Regions from separate parts of the Mus musculus genome. Here all the other regions are linked to region 1. The links are chromatin contacts, called in public Hi-C, HiCAR-type and promoter capture Hi-C maps. All regions are on one chromosome and are shown on one strand. Each heading gives the region's core, a stretch centred on a gene start, on an enhancer-like site or on the middle of the called end of the contact. The rest is flanking DNA. Distances are from core to core; before and after follow the strand shown. Region 1 holds the start of Zmym6 (zinc finger, MYM-type 6). Region 2 holds the start of Trappc3 (trafficking protein particle complex 3). Region 3 holds the start of Ago3 (argonaute RISC catalytic subunit 3). Region 4 holds the start of Ago4 (argonaute RISC catalytic subunit 4).

Region 1 (3,056 bases), core at 273-2,772:
AGCCACTCCTGGTAATGACAGAGCCTGTACTTGGATCTTTACCTCTCAGGGTCACCCTCCAGCAATCACGCTGAAGCAGGAGTAAGTTTCCAATGAATAAAGTTTGGAGGCTCCATTCATTTTGGACTAGCACTGACAATTGCGCACTCACAGCACTGGGAATATACTCTACTACTTAATCGTATATCCCCCAGCCTCCATAGGACTCACCTAACGCATGAAAAAAATTAATCAGTTGGGTTGTATCAACGTATAAACCAGCAACCATTGAGTACCATTCATTTCCAATTCTCCGGAATAATACCAATTCTAACGCTAATAATTTTTAGTATTTTGAAAGTCAAAAGAAAATGCTTACATGAGCATCATCAGGTTCTTCTTTAATTCTGTCCAGAAGCCCTTGTTGTGCCATTGCTTTGTCACATCCACCATCCAAAGGTTCTTTCATTCTAAGTGCTTATGCCGAGTTCTTATCCCATCTAAAACTAAGATGACGCCTAAAACATAATATAAAGGATTGGTACTTGGGTTTTGTTTTCCTTCATACTAACATGTTAATAGCTTCAGGATCGAGCATTTGAGCAACACCCTTCTGGGACTAGGACTAACTGTTCTTTTTGCTCCTGGATTAGCTACCTTCCAATGAGAAAAGTCTTAGACAAGCACTATGGTCTTCACTATATTGGAGGTTGTTGCGATACAGACTGGCTGAACACGCCACAGGAGGACCCTAGCAAGTGGACAGCTGGACTCAGTACTTAATTTCTGATTGTGTGGACACTGACATGTGACTCATGTCTGCTCCAAGTGAGGCCTCACCTTTGCCTCTACCTCAGCCTGCACTAACAATAAGAACCGATTTCTCATCCTAAAGCCACTTCAGAGCCTCAGACGTCATCACAACTAGAACGCTAGGTTCCCATTTAGAGGTGGGCCAACTGGTCATTCTGGAGGCAACTCCCCCTAACGTCTTCCTATAAACCAGTGATTCTCAACATTCATAAACTCGGTTAATGTGGCGACCCCCAACTATAAAATTATTTCGTGGCTCCGTCATAACTGTAATTTTGCTAATTGCGAATTGTAATGTAAATATTTGATATGCGACCCTGTGAGGGTTGAGAATGGCTGCTAGAAACCCCTGTCTGGGCTCTCTTCAGATTCCCAAACGGTAGTACAAATGTAAGCCAAGCTATAAAGGAAACCCTCGCAAAAGGCCTGTCATCAATTCCAGCCAGCCATAGAAACAACAGGTTTTTTAAAACCCTGTTGCGAAGCCGGGTCGAGAACTTTCCACCACTTGCCACAGTTGTAACACTCTACAGGCGCGTATCCCTCCTCTGAATGTCGCAAGCTCTCCGGCGTTCCCGTTCGCAACCAGAATTCCCCAGCCTGTCCCCCAAAGGCCAGAGGAGGAACTCAGTCTCCAACGGAGCGCGCGAGCCGCCAACTGCAGCGAGCCTGAGGATGCTACGGCACCACCGCGGCGCAGCCCGCCGCCGGTCACGTGATGAGCTGCCACTCCGCCCCCGCCAGAAGGGGACGGTCCTGTCACGTGAGGTTACCCAGAACTTCCTGCGGCGCCTAGTCACGTGGAGGGCCACGCCCCGTTTGGGCACGTGGTACGTTGCCCCCTCACAAGCCCACAGGCCTGAGCGGCTTTCTCTAGCCCGGTAGGACACCCGCCTCCAATGAGACGCCAGTCGGAGAATGCACAAAAGCATTCAAGGTCTCAGGTGGGGACCATGACAAATTACTTTACTGGAATCGCCTGAGGAATGGCAACGCAACGCCTTGACAACTGCGCGTGCGCACTCCTATTTATGCGCTAGACCTGAGGTAATTGGACGTTCCCGGCCTTCATTCCCGCCCTCTATTCCCATCATGCCCTAGACCTAGCCGTCCCAGCATTCTCACTTCCGATATGATTGACTTCTTAAAGAGACAGGGCTGTGGAAAAAAAAAACTGGAGGGCTGTAGAGTTGGCCCAGTGGTTAAGAGCACTGACTGCTCTTCCAGAGGTCCTGAGTTCAATTCCCAGCAACCACATGGTGGCTCACAACCATCTGTAATGGAATCCAATACCCTCATCTGGTGTGTCTAAAGACAGCTACAGTGTACTCATATACATAAAATAAATAAAATCTTTAAAAAAAGAAAAGAAAAAGCTGGAAGGAGAAATGGAGGAATGTCAAAGCTCAGAAGTGTTAGATGGAGCTGTATATGCCCTTCTCCATTTTTTAATGTGCATCACAGTTGAGGAACATAGGAGAAAGATGACTAGCGCTCAACCATCTTTCTCTTTTTTGGCCTATAGTCAGGACAAAGTCTCATAGCTCAATAAACCAAGAAAATCCCTCACAGACAAACTCAGATACCTGTCCCCAAGTTGATTCTAAATCCCATCAATTTAATAAGATTAATCATCACATGTGAACCTGAACCCCACTGGAGCTGGACTCCAGCACTTAAGGGGCAAAGATCTAAAATGAGAGAAGGCTGAGCACGAAAGATACTAAAGGGCATGGGAACAGGAGGATTCTGATTTGAGGAGAAGGGTCAACCAAAACAAAATTGTGTGAAAACACCAGAGGAAATCTACCCATACATGGTATTATAAATTATAATCAAATATTAGAGACAGTACACATAGTTTCTATTTAAAATGTATGTTTTTGTTTTCTATTATTTGATAATTTTATGCATGCATATGTGCTTTGATCAAATCCCTTCCCCTGTCCCCTGCCATTCACTCTGCCTTTTCAAACCCACTTGGTCCACTTAGTGATGTCTGCATGTGCATGGGCTTATCTTCTGCAGCATGGGTGTCATCTCATGTCCCATATCCCTGAAGAAAATGGACTAAATATCAAAGCGTTATTGCCGGGCATGGTGGTGCAAGCCTTTAATCCCAGCACTTGGGAGGCAGAGGCAGGCAAATTTCTGAGTTCGAGGCCAGCCTGGTCTACAGAATGAGTTCCAGGTCAGCCAGGGCTACACAGAGAAACCCTGCCTTGAAAAACCAAGTATATATATATATATGTGTGTGTGTGTGT
Region 2 (3,056 bases), core at 147-2,646, 810 kb after region 1:
GCTGTTCCTGGTATAAGACACAAAGTCTAATCATACTGAATCATACTGTCCAGAGTGGAGTACATAGGTTTCCAGATCTAGTCAGCAGGCAGGCAACCTCGGATTGGTCCCGCTGTTTTTTGAAGTCTGAATTCAGAGTATCCTGCATATGCATCCTACCACTGAGTTACCTCCCAAACCTGATGTGAGCCCCACACCCCACGTCCCCAACACTCTGTGTGTTAAAAATAGTTTCAAGTAGTAGCTTCAAGTAGCCTACGCTGGCCTCCATCTTATCTCGGGCTAAGGACAACCCTGAATTCCTGACCCTTTTTCTCTACCATCCGAGGGCTGGGATTACAGGCATGCATGAGCAAGCTTAGTTTACGTGGTGCTGGGAATTCAACTCAGGGCCTTGTGCATGCTAAGCAGACACTCTACCAACTGGAGCTACAGTTCCGCTCCCAGATGTTCAGTTTGAAACTCCAAAGCAAAGGCACAGCATGGGCAGTTCTGCAAAAGAATACACTAAAAACAAACAAACAAACAAACAAAAAACACTTGACAAGAAAGCCTCTTTCCTTGGGATTCGGAGAAAATTGATATCCACCTGACTCTCCAGACCCAGTCCAGCCCAGCCCAGCCTTTTGGGATTATATCCTGTCCCACTACTCCCAGGTTAGGGAAGGAACCACAGTTATCCTCTCAACCATTACAGGGGCCACTGAATACTTAGGCCGGCTCACTCCTTAATGTTAGATGGCAAGTCCCCTTCTGACAAGACCACTGTCTAAGTCTCACAATGCCTAAAGCATAGTGAAAAGCTGAAATATTCACTGTAGAAATGGAGGGGCATGGGTTTAAATCCTAACTCTTCCGAAGTGTAAATCTGGATGTCCCATAAACTTCACTGAGCTGTAAAACGCCATAACATTATCCACCTAGAAGAGGTTACCTTGTGATAATGACATAATGGAAGCAATAGCCTAGCACCAAACGCACAGTAAGAGATCAGTAAATGGTTGGTACTGTTATTGATTACCGTCGCTGTTGTTGGTTTAGCACTCGACCCCGAGAGACCTGGGTGTAGCGGGCGGAGGGGCAACTCAGGGGTCCCCCCAAGCTGCCCCAGCGCCGGACGCCTAGGGAATGACCCACACTGGGACTTCCCCATCCCACAGCTCACAGCAGGACTCATTTGACAATCACTTGGAGCGCCAGCACCAGGCCCCTTCCCAGGAAGCTTCGATTCCGCCCGGCCCGCCGGGTCACGCGCTCAGTTACCATTTTCTTGCTCTCCGTGCCACGGTTCGCCTGCCTCGACATGGTGCCCACCGTTCAGTGCCGCCTCACCTCACCTCCTCACAACCCAGATCCCAGACCCCGGGAGTCGCCGATTCAACCCAGCCGCGGCCCCTCAGCGTCTAGGACTGACCGGCCCCTCCTCACTGCGCCTGCGCGGTGTGGCGCAGAGGACCCCGGGACTTGTGGTTCGGCTGACCAAAGTCAGACTACAGCATCCGGCAGTTCTACCCGGAAGTCCCACCCGTGATTCAGCTCGAGCTGCAGCTCCGGAATGCTACCAGCGCCCGGGTGGCTGCACCATTATGGCCGCTAGGTGGCATCCGCACCTTGTGGTAGTCCTACATTGTCCACAGAGTGTCCTTATTTTCCTCCCCCACGACTGGCACTGTGATGTTCTGCAAATTCTTCTCTCTCCCAGACTGGTCTTGGAAAGTCCCTATTTCGAACTGTTTTCTGTTGCTGCAGATCAGCTCCAGAAGCGCCCAGGATGTCCTGAAAAACTAGCGATGGCTCACACAGAGGTCTAAAGTTCATTATAAAAAGTTTGCATGACCACATATTCTATGTCAGGATAGTTAACGGCTTTCTCTTTCAACTGCCATCTGTTCCCAAACCCCAAACACAGCCAAGCCCTGCATCCTTACACTTGTGGCCTTTTTAACAAATCCAAATCACTTACCGTCCCTTCTCTAGAACAGCTACCCTGCCTAGTTCCCAGAAAAACCAAGATGCCGGCTGTGGTGGCACTCAGTGCCGAGTTCTAATCCCAGGCTTGCCATCTGAGGCCAGATGCTGAAGTTCTTTCAGTTGCTGTAAATATTAATGAGACATGAGCACAGATCGTGGGCACAGAAAAGGCACAGAGGAAATGTGATTCCCTTCGAGCTACACTATCAAGACAGTCCAACAGATCCAAACACAGCCCAACAATCGTTGAGGAATGTGCTAGCTGACCAAACCCTTCTTACCCTTCACAGAGGCAAAGCCCTGTCATCACTGACCACAGCCCTTTGGATTTGGCTCCGGCCGTCTCTCCTTAGTGGTCAGCCCTGTGGGCACTGTGCTTGGAATTCAGGTCTCCTCGCTTCAGCCTGCTTGTCTGTCTCTGCAGCAACTATATACTGTTGTGTACCACCCGGCCTTCACCATGACAACTGCTCTGTCCAGATACTGAGCCAGCTAGGCTAGGAGAAGGCTGGAGGGGGGCAAGGGTTTCTCCCAGTCTTTCCCTGAGGTTATAGGACCAATCATTATTATAGCCTTCTCCCTGTAGTACAGACATTCCGGGGCCTCCCTAGAGGCAGAGATCCCTGACTCTCCATCCTGTGGCACGACCTCAGGAGGCTGCATGAGGGTCTCTAGAAGGGAGCAGAAGAAGAAGACAGAAGTCTGTAGCCTTGGGAGAGTAGCAGTGAGGCTAGTCCAGAGCCTCCTTCATTCCCAGGAGAGGGGACAGCTGAGGTGAAAACAGCAGTTGGCCAGCCTGTCAGTCGGTCTGGGCTCCTCCCTGCCGGCTGCCTTGGCTGCCCACAGAAACCTGAGTCACAGTCACAGGCAGCCGCCTGACCCCACCCAGCCTGCTGTCAGGCAGGGCGGTTCTGGACAGACTGGAGGTGGAGCCTCTCCTTGACTTCTCACGGACTCATTATCCCCCCTCTCTGCCTCTGATTCCCGAACTTGGCCCTGCCTTTTCTTTGGGACAGTTCTCCGAGTCATCAGTTTTGAATTAAGGGTGGGGGCGGGGCACATGTATTGATCTGTAAGGTCTCATC
Region 3 (3,056 bases), core at 233-2,732, 650 kb after region 1:
TGATCACTGGCTGTTCTTCCAGAGAACCTAAGTGCTTCCCAGCACCCAGGATGGCTCACAACTGTTTGAACAGTTCTCAGGAATCTGCCACCCTCTTCTTGCCTCCAAGACACCAGAAGTGCAGAGACCAGACACCACCACACACATTTGAAAACAAATAAAAGCATGCTGTTTGTCACCACACCATGTTTTTCTGGAAGCTAGTTGAGCTTGCATTCATTCAAAGAACTAGTTCCAGAATCAAGAGATTGGGGGTAGGATAGGTCCTTCCACAAGTCTGAGATTTAGTTCTTATGGCTTAGGTCAATATGGATTGTATATAATCAGAGCTTGAACATGACTTTTAAGATGTGCTCATTCATCTGAGGATGTGATATTTTAAAAGTGATAAGAGTATTTCTTTTCAGTCAACAGGAAGAGAGGCAGAATTGGTGTGCTAGATGTGGCTTGGAGTCACTTCCATGTATTAAATGTTTATTATGTAGTCAGCATATTTATTAAGTACCTCAAAATTGTAACTATTGTAAATATTTTTGTTACTAACATTTGGGAGGTTTTTGTTTTTTGTTTTCCTTTCAGTTTTTCTGATGAGGAAACTAAAGTCCAAAGATAAAGTGACTAATCCAAAAACCCAAAACGGGGAGGGAAGGGATCGTGAAAATAAAATCTTTCTCAATTCTCTTTTTTAAAAAAGAAATATATGTCAAAACATTACTGGTTCATTGGGACACGGGGAAAAATACTGAATCATTGCTAAGCTTGCATGAAGTATCTGGTTTCACGAAGCCAAGTATTTTTAAAAGACGGACTATTTGCCGGATAATGAGCTGGGTCTAGTCTCCCAAAGGTTCCAAGTCAGCAGAAAAGCACCAGACTGGATCGGATCGGGGAAACTGGAGGCTGACCAATTTAGCTGTAAAAGTCTCGAGTCCCAAGGAAGAGAAGGTTTAGCAGGTGTTTAAACACCGGAAGGTCGTTTAGGTTCCTCAACGTATTGGGAGACTGTTTAAACATAAACGTAATTCCATCTGGTATACATGGAACATCCCGTTTCTTGTTCATCCGTTTAAAAACTATATTGAACTTGTGGTCACCGCCTAGTGCACGTGCTCCAAGCGGGTGTGGCAGACGGAGCTGGGAGGGAGGATGCCCTTGGCTGGTCACCCGCCACTCTCAGGTAGGATGTACCTCAGGTAAGCTCCGCGGGCAGGCAGCGATGTCGCCTCAAGCAGCGGTCCTCACCCGGGAGGCTGGCACGGGGAAAGCTGGCCTCTCGCTCGGGATTGTCGCCGTCAGGCACAGCGGGTGCAGGGCGACCGCCCATCCGCGGCTCCGCCCCAGCCAGGCACCGGCTCACCCGCCCACAGATCCCCAGACCTTGTTGCTCCCGCAAGGCTCTGGCTCCAGGCGAGCTGCCGACCCGGAGGGAGAGCGGGGCGGGATCCGGAGAGCGGAAGTGACGCGAGCGGGCTTCCGGGGGCGACCGGGAAAAGCGAGCGGCTGCGGCGGCGGGGCGGCTGGCGGGTCGGGAAGCTGCACGCGTCAGCATCTGTGGGCGACGCAAGTTCCGGACCTGGTTCCAGCGTCCTCACTCAGGACTGTCGCCGCTCTTACCTCGCTGCAGGCTGTCTGTCTCTCCCGACTGTGCCTCTTGTGCCCGGAGCTTTCCGAGGGCGTCCGCTCCTCGCCTCTGTGGTGGCACCCTTCTCTCGTGAAGCACTCCCCCCAGCTCCATGAATGGAAATCGGCTCCGCAGGTGAGGCGAGCTGCGGGACAGGGCAGGTGGGGTCGTTACCCCGATGTTGTCCCCTGAGCATCCTTGTTCCTTCCACTTCAGGTGCTGTCAGCGCACATAGTGAGGGAGTTGCGGGCTTTCAGGCCCGATGCGGGTGTCCTCTCCACAGCCCAGGGACCTACACTCTTGGGGTCATTGAGTTGGCGAAACTACAAGGAGGGCTTAAGTTTGGAGTTCTGTAGGTGATGACATCCCCCTAGAGTGCTTTCCCCTGAGAATGGAGAGAAGTTTGCCCTTGCTTTTGGAATTCTTGTTGGAAATATAAAGGGCGCGCTTGTCCTTTAACCGGGTCGTGTGTCCCATGGATGCAGAACAAGTCAGGCATAACCCTTATCTACCTATTAGTGTAGTTTGAGGATACTCTGAGATAATCAATGATTACGTTTCTAATTGGTGCTCGGGCGACGTCAGATGCAAGATGGCATTGCTCCCACCCCTGGTTCTCAGTGTCTGAGTGTGTAGTTTCTGAGGAGCTCGGAGATGTCCTGTCGCTCTGGACCACTGCTTACTAGAAGGCAGAGCTTCAGGATGCTGACACTATTTCCCCTCTATTTTCTATTCCCTGCACAGGAAATCTGGAATTTAGGATTTGTCTCTTGAGGAAAAAAAAAAAAAAAAAAAAAAGAGGTCTTGAGAAAGGAAGCCGGCCTGGATAGTGCTTGTCTTTAAAAAGGAAAAAGTAGTCAGCGATTCTAAAGTAGTTGATAGAGTAACATGAAATAGGTGTTACATAACGGCCTGCTGGCCCAGCAGTCACCCTGTTCTCCAGTTTGAAAGTTCTCTCCATCCACAAGATCAGTAATATATTGTTTTCATATATTTGGGGGATTGCCTTGTTATTATGTCCTAGCAAGTCACTGAATTTCATATCTCATCTTGCCAATTTGAAAGGTCCCCAAATATAAGAGAAAAAAAAAAACCCAAAACTAAAACTAGCAACATAGAAGGCCTTCAAATCAGTTCAGGGCATAATTGTCGAAGGGATACAAAAAGGCATTTCCTTTATTATGTGGAATTTCTTTCTACTCAGTGTCTACCATTTTTTCCCTTTCTATGTTCCATTTTTTTTCTCATATTTTCTTAACAGTGAAATATGTCTAGGCTGTGAAGTTTTGGACTCTTATTATCAATATGTGTGTTTCCAGACTGTATTTTCTATGCTTTAAAAGTTTACATTCTGTCTGTACTGCTTTTACTTTATAAGATAATCTGATTATTTCCAGCTCTCTGATTTTTACATAGCTACCCTGTTGCCAAGCCT
Region 4 (3,056 bases), core at 202-2,701, 540 kb after region 1:
TCTGTGTGTGTATGTATGTGTATGTACTGTATGTGTGTGTATGTACAGTGAGCTCCAGTGATCTGCCTGTCTTTGTCTCCTCTGTCTCACTCTGCAGTCCTGGCTGTCCTAGAAGTCACTACATAAGTAAACCGAATTGGCTCTGAACTGCCTCAGTCTCCCTAGTGCTGAGATTAAAGGCTACACTGGGCTGGAGTCTCTTAAAACATGGATTGCCTTAAATTCTTTGGTAGCAAAGGCTGGCCTTGAACTCTCCAACTTCCTACTCAGGCTGTCAATGTTATAAAGTACCTTTACCCACTGAGCCATCTTCCTTATAAGAAAAAGAAGTTGGGGGCTGTAGAGATGGCTTTAGTGGTTAAGGGTACCTCATACTCTTGCAGAGGCCCCAGGTTTGATTCTCAGCCCCTACACAGCTTACATTATCTGTAATCCTGTTTCGAGGGGATTCGATTTGGTCTTCTGGTCTCCGGAGGCACCAGGCACAAACACATGCATGCAGGCAAAAAATACTCATACACATAAATTAATTAAAACCAACCAAACAAAAAGGAGCGGTTTGAATAGAAGTTACCATGGGAAGACCGTGTGATAGCACAAGAAGATAGATTTCTACAACCGAAGGAGAAAAATCACACCCCCTGCCCCAACTCGCCTTGATTTTATTAGACTGTCGGTGTGCAAAACTGAGAGAAAACGCATTTCTATTGCACTAAGCTGAGGTACCCAATGGTGGGCCCCAGCAAACTAGAATGAGAGTGTTGTGCCTTTTTAACTAATAGACTGCCGTTGCCCGTTTAGTTGACCAGACAGCCTATGGTCCTGTCTTAACTGGAAGTCCTGAATGGAAACTTTAAGGACACTTGACTCGCTGAGCTACCTGCTGCCTTGGTGACATGTTGACCAGTCTTGGGACCCAGAACAGAACCTGCTTTCCCTGCACAGGGAAGGAAGGTGACTGGATATGTGGTGTCCGGGGTGAGGGTGGGGGTGGAGTAGGAGGAATGACTGAAGGTGACTGAAGGACCGATTGTGCCTGAAGTGTCCAGGGGTCATCTCTGGTGGTGGTGGAGCGATGGAGGACAGGTTCCTAAGGTGAGTCTCAGGACGAAGTGGAGGGCTGCTGCCTGTGGGTCATCAAGGACTGGAATCCAGCTCTTTCGATGGCGACTTGGAGGAAGGTTGCCAGAATGGGGACCGGCGGAGCGGCGTGCGGGACCGCAGGCGAGCGGGCCCGCTGGTGGAAGGGCGGGCGGGCGCGCGCCTGACGCGTCCTCTGGGCTCGGCCCCCCGGGCGCGCGCCCGTCCCTGCCGCACCCCGCCCCCTGCCTCGGTCAGGCTCGCTGGACCCCGCGCGTGCGGGGCCGCGCACGCCCCCTTCGCTAGCCGGGACCCGGGACCGCAGGCGCCTGGCGCCCCCGCCCCGCCCGGCGGGCGCGCGCCGCCTCCCGCTCCCGTTCCAGCTGGCGGCGGCGGCGGCAGCGGCCGGGATTGTTTTTGTTGTCGCTGAGGCCGGAAGAGCCGTGACAGAGTCGGGTCCCTGTCCCCGGACTGGGCGCCGCCGCCGCCCCCTGCCCGCCCCCGGCCCGCGTCTTCGCGGCGCCGCTTCAGCGCCAATATTCCAGAGAGCAAGCGTTACGCGGCTCCGGCGGGGCCCGGAGCGGGAGGCGCTGGGGACCGGAGCGAGGCGGCCCCCGTCGCCGCCATGGAGGCGCTGGGACCCGGTGAGGAGCGCGCTCGGACCAGGGTCAGACCTGGGGCTCGGGAGGGCAGACAGACCGGCGGAAGGGACTGTCGCTGCCCGACCGCCGCTCGCGGACCCGGCTGCCGGCTGCCAGGCCCCGGGAAGGAAGGGGTCCCATGCCCTCGTCCCTGGGGGGCGGGGACCACGCCCCAGCTGAAGACTCTAGGTCTATTCGGGACCCGTCTAAGGGAGGGAGGCTCAAGAGGTGACCCGAGTTCCCCGGGGTAGGGCAGACCTGTTCGGACCTTAGATCTCTGTCCACGGTCGCCGCGAGGCTAGTTGGGGCCTCAAATGGGACCGTGTGTCTGGGGCACGCCGAGGCCCGGCCCAAACCTGGAAGGCCTTCTACCTTCTGTCAAGGGTTTTCTTGGTGTGGGGCAGAATCCCTGTTTTCTTTTGCACTGGCATCTGGTTCCTCAGATGAGGAGGAGAGACCCACTCACTCATGTCCCTGAAAGCCAAAGGGAGAAATGTCCGTTCTTTTTCCAAAACTCTGAAGTTTGGTATCTGTCAGTTTGTCAGTCCCAGAGTGCTCTGGAATGACAATCCAATACTCTCCAGCAAGGGCATCAATGCCCTGCCTTCCCTTTTAATTGGGTTATCAGAGGCTGTTAAAATCAAACGAAAAAGTGTTTTTGAAACTGTGATTCTTTGCTGGTTATGGGTGGCCCCTGGTTCTCTCGCTCTCTGCTCCAACCCAAGGAAGCTTTCCAAACTCTCACGAATACTCTTCGTTTGGAGCCTTGTGCTCCTGTCTCAAGCCCTACAACAGGTTGCTAATGGCTTGGCTAAGTAGGGCAAGGTTTAGGGGCAGTGATGGAATTAGTTTTCATATTCAAACCTTGTCTACATAGTAGACTTAGTTGTATGTTTTTAAAATTCATAGAAAATTAGGTTTATTGTTTGCATTTGGAAATTTTGCAGGTTTGTTAACTTGGAACATATTTACATAACTGAGCGATTAAATCCTATCTTTATTTGCTGCTTAAGGTTTTCTTAAAAAGCCCACATAGTCAAATGTCATAAGCCTTCAAAAAATAAATCGGCTTAGCTGGGCATGGTGGCATATGCTCATAATGCAAACAGTTCTGGGGTGGAGGCAGGGAGCTCCAGAGTTCAAGGCCAGTCTCAGTTACAAAGTGAGTTTGAGGTAGGCCTGGGCTACTTGAGACCCTGATTATAAAATAAACAAACAGGTTTGAGCCTGCTGTAGTGGTGCATACTTATAATCTCAGCATTTGGAAGGCTGAGGAGGAGTAAGAGTTTGAAGATAGTTTGGACTACATAGACTGTTTCTAAAGGGAAAAAACCA

The links. Promoter capture Hi-C pulls out the DNA fragments that hold promoters and counts their contacts. A called contact is a pair of places that touch in the nucleus more often than the background predicts. HiCAR-type assays count read pairs that join an accessible place to other places.
Region 2: a contact with region 1 is called in a Hi-C map of B cells, with 10 read pairs. The contact joins the promoter of Trappc3 here to the promoter of Zmym6 in region 1. A contact is called at or near these places in 1 of 39 promoter capture datasets (liver) and 1 of 484 Hi-C or Micro-C datasets (B cells).
Region 3: a contact with region 1 is called in a HiCAR-type map of astrocytes, with 2.7 times the contacts expected there. The contact joins the promoter of Ago3 here to the promoter of Zmym6 in region 1. A contact is called at or near these places in 2 of 39 promoter capture datasets (both in liver), 2 of 115 datasets of contacts at active chromatin or transcription factors (astrocytes and pancreatic cancer cells) and 1 of 9 other capture datasets (liver).
Region 4: a promoter capture Hi-C map of hippocampal neurons shows a contact between it and region 1, with 2.1 times the contacts expected there. The contact joins the promoter of Ago4 here to the promoter of Zmym6 in region 1. A contact is called at or near these places in 6 of 39 promoter capture datasets (the C10 cell line, cranial neural crest, hippocampal neurons and 2 more) and 2 of 9 other capture datasets (adipose tissue and liver).

The regions. Positions count from the first base shown.
Region 1 is chr4:127,075,849-127,078,904 of GRCm38.p6, reverse strand. Zmym6 (zinc finger, MYM-type 6) reads right to left here and starts at 1,522. Exons shown (of 14, transcript NM_001285885.1): 1 at 359-1,522. The coding sequence starts at 448.
Region 2 is chr4:126,260,745-126,263,800 of GRCm38.p6, reverse strand. Trappc3 (trafficking protein particle complex 3) reads right to left here and starts at 1,396. Exons shown (of 5, transcript NM_013718.2): 1 at 1,264-1,396. The coding sequence starts at 1,305.
Region 3 is chr4:126,427,968-126,431,023 of GRCm38.p6, reverse strand. It overlaps Ago3 (argonaute RISC catalytic subunit 3), which reads left to right and starts at 1,482. Exons shown (of 19, transcript NM_153402.2): 1 at 1,482-1,756. The coding sequence starts at 1,738.
Region 4 is chr4:126,531,853-126,534,908 of GRCm38.p6, reverse strand. Ago4 (argonaute RISC catalytic subunit 4) reads left to right here and starts at 1,451. Exons shown (of 18, transcript NM_153177.3): 1 at 1,451-1,724. The coding sequence starts at 1,706.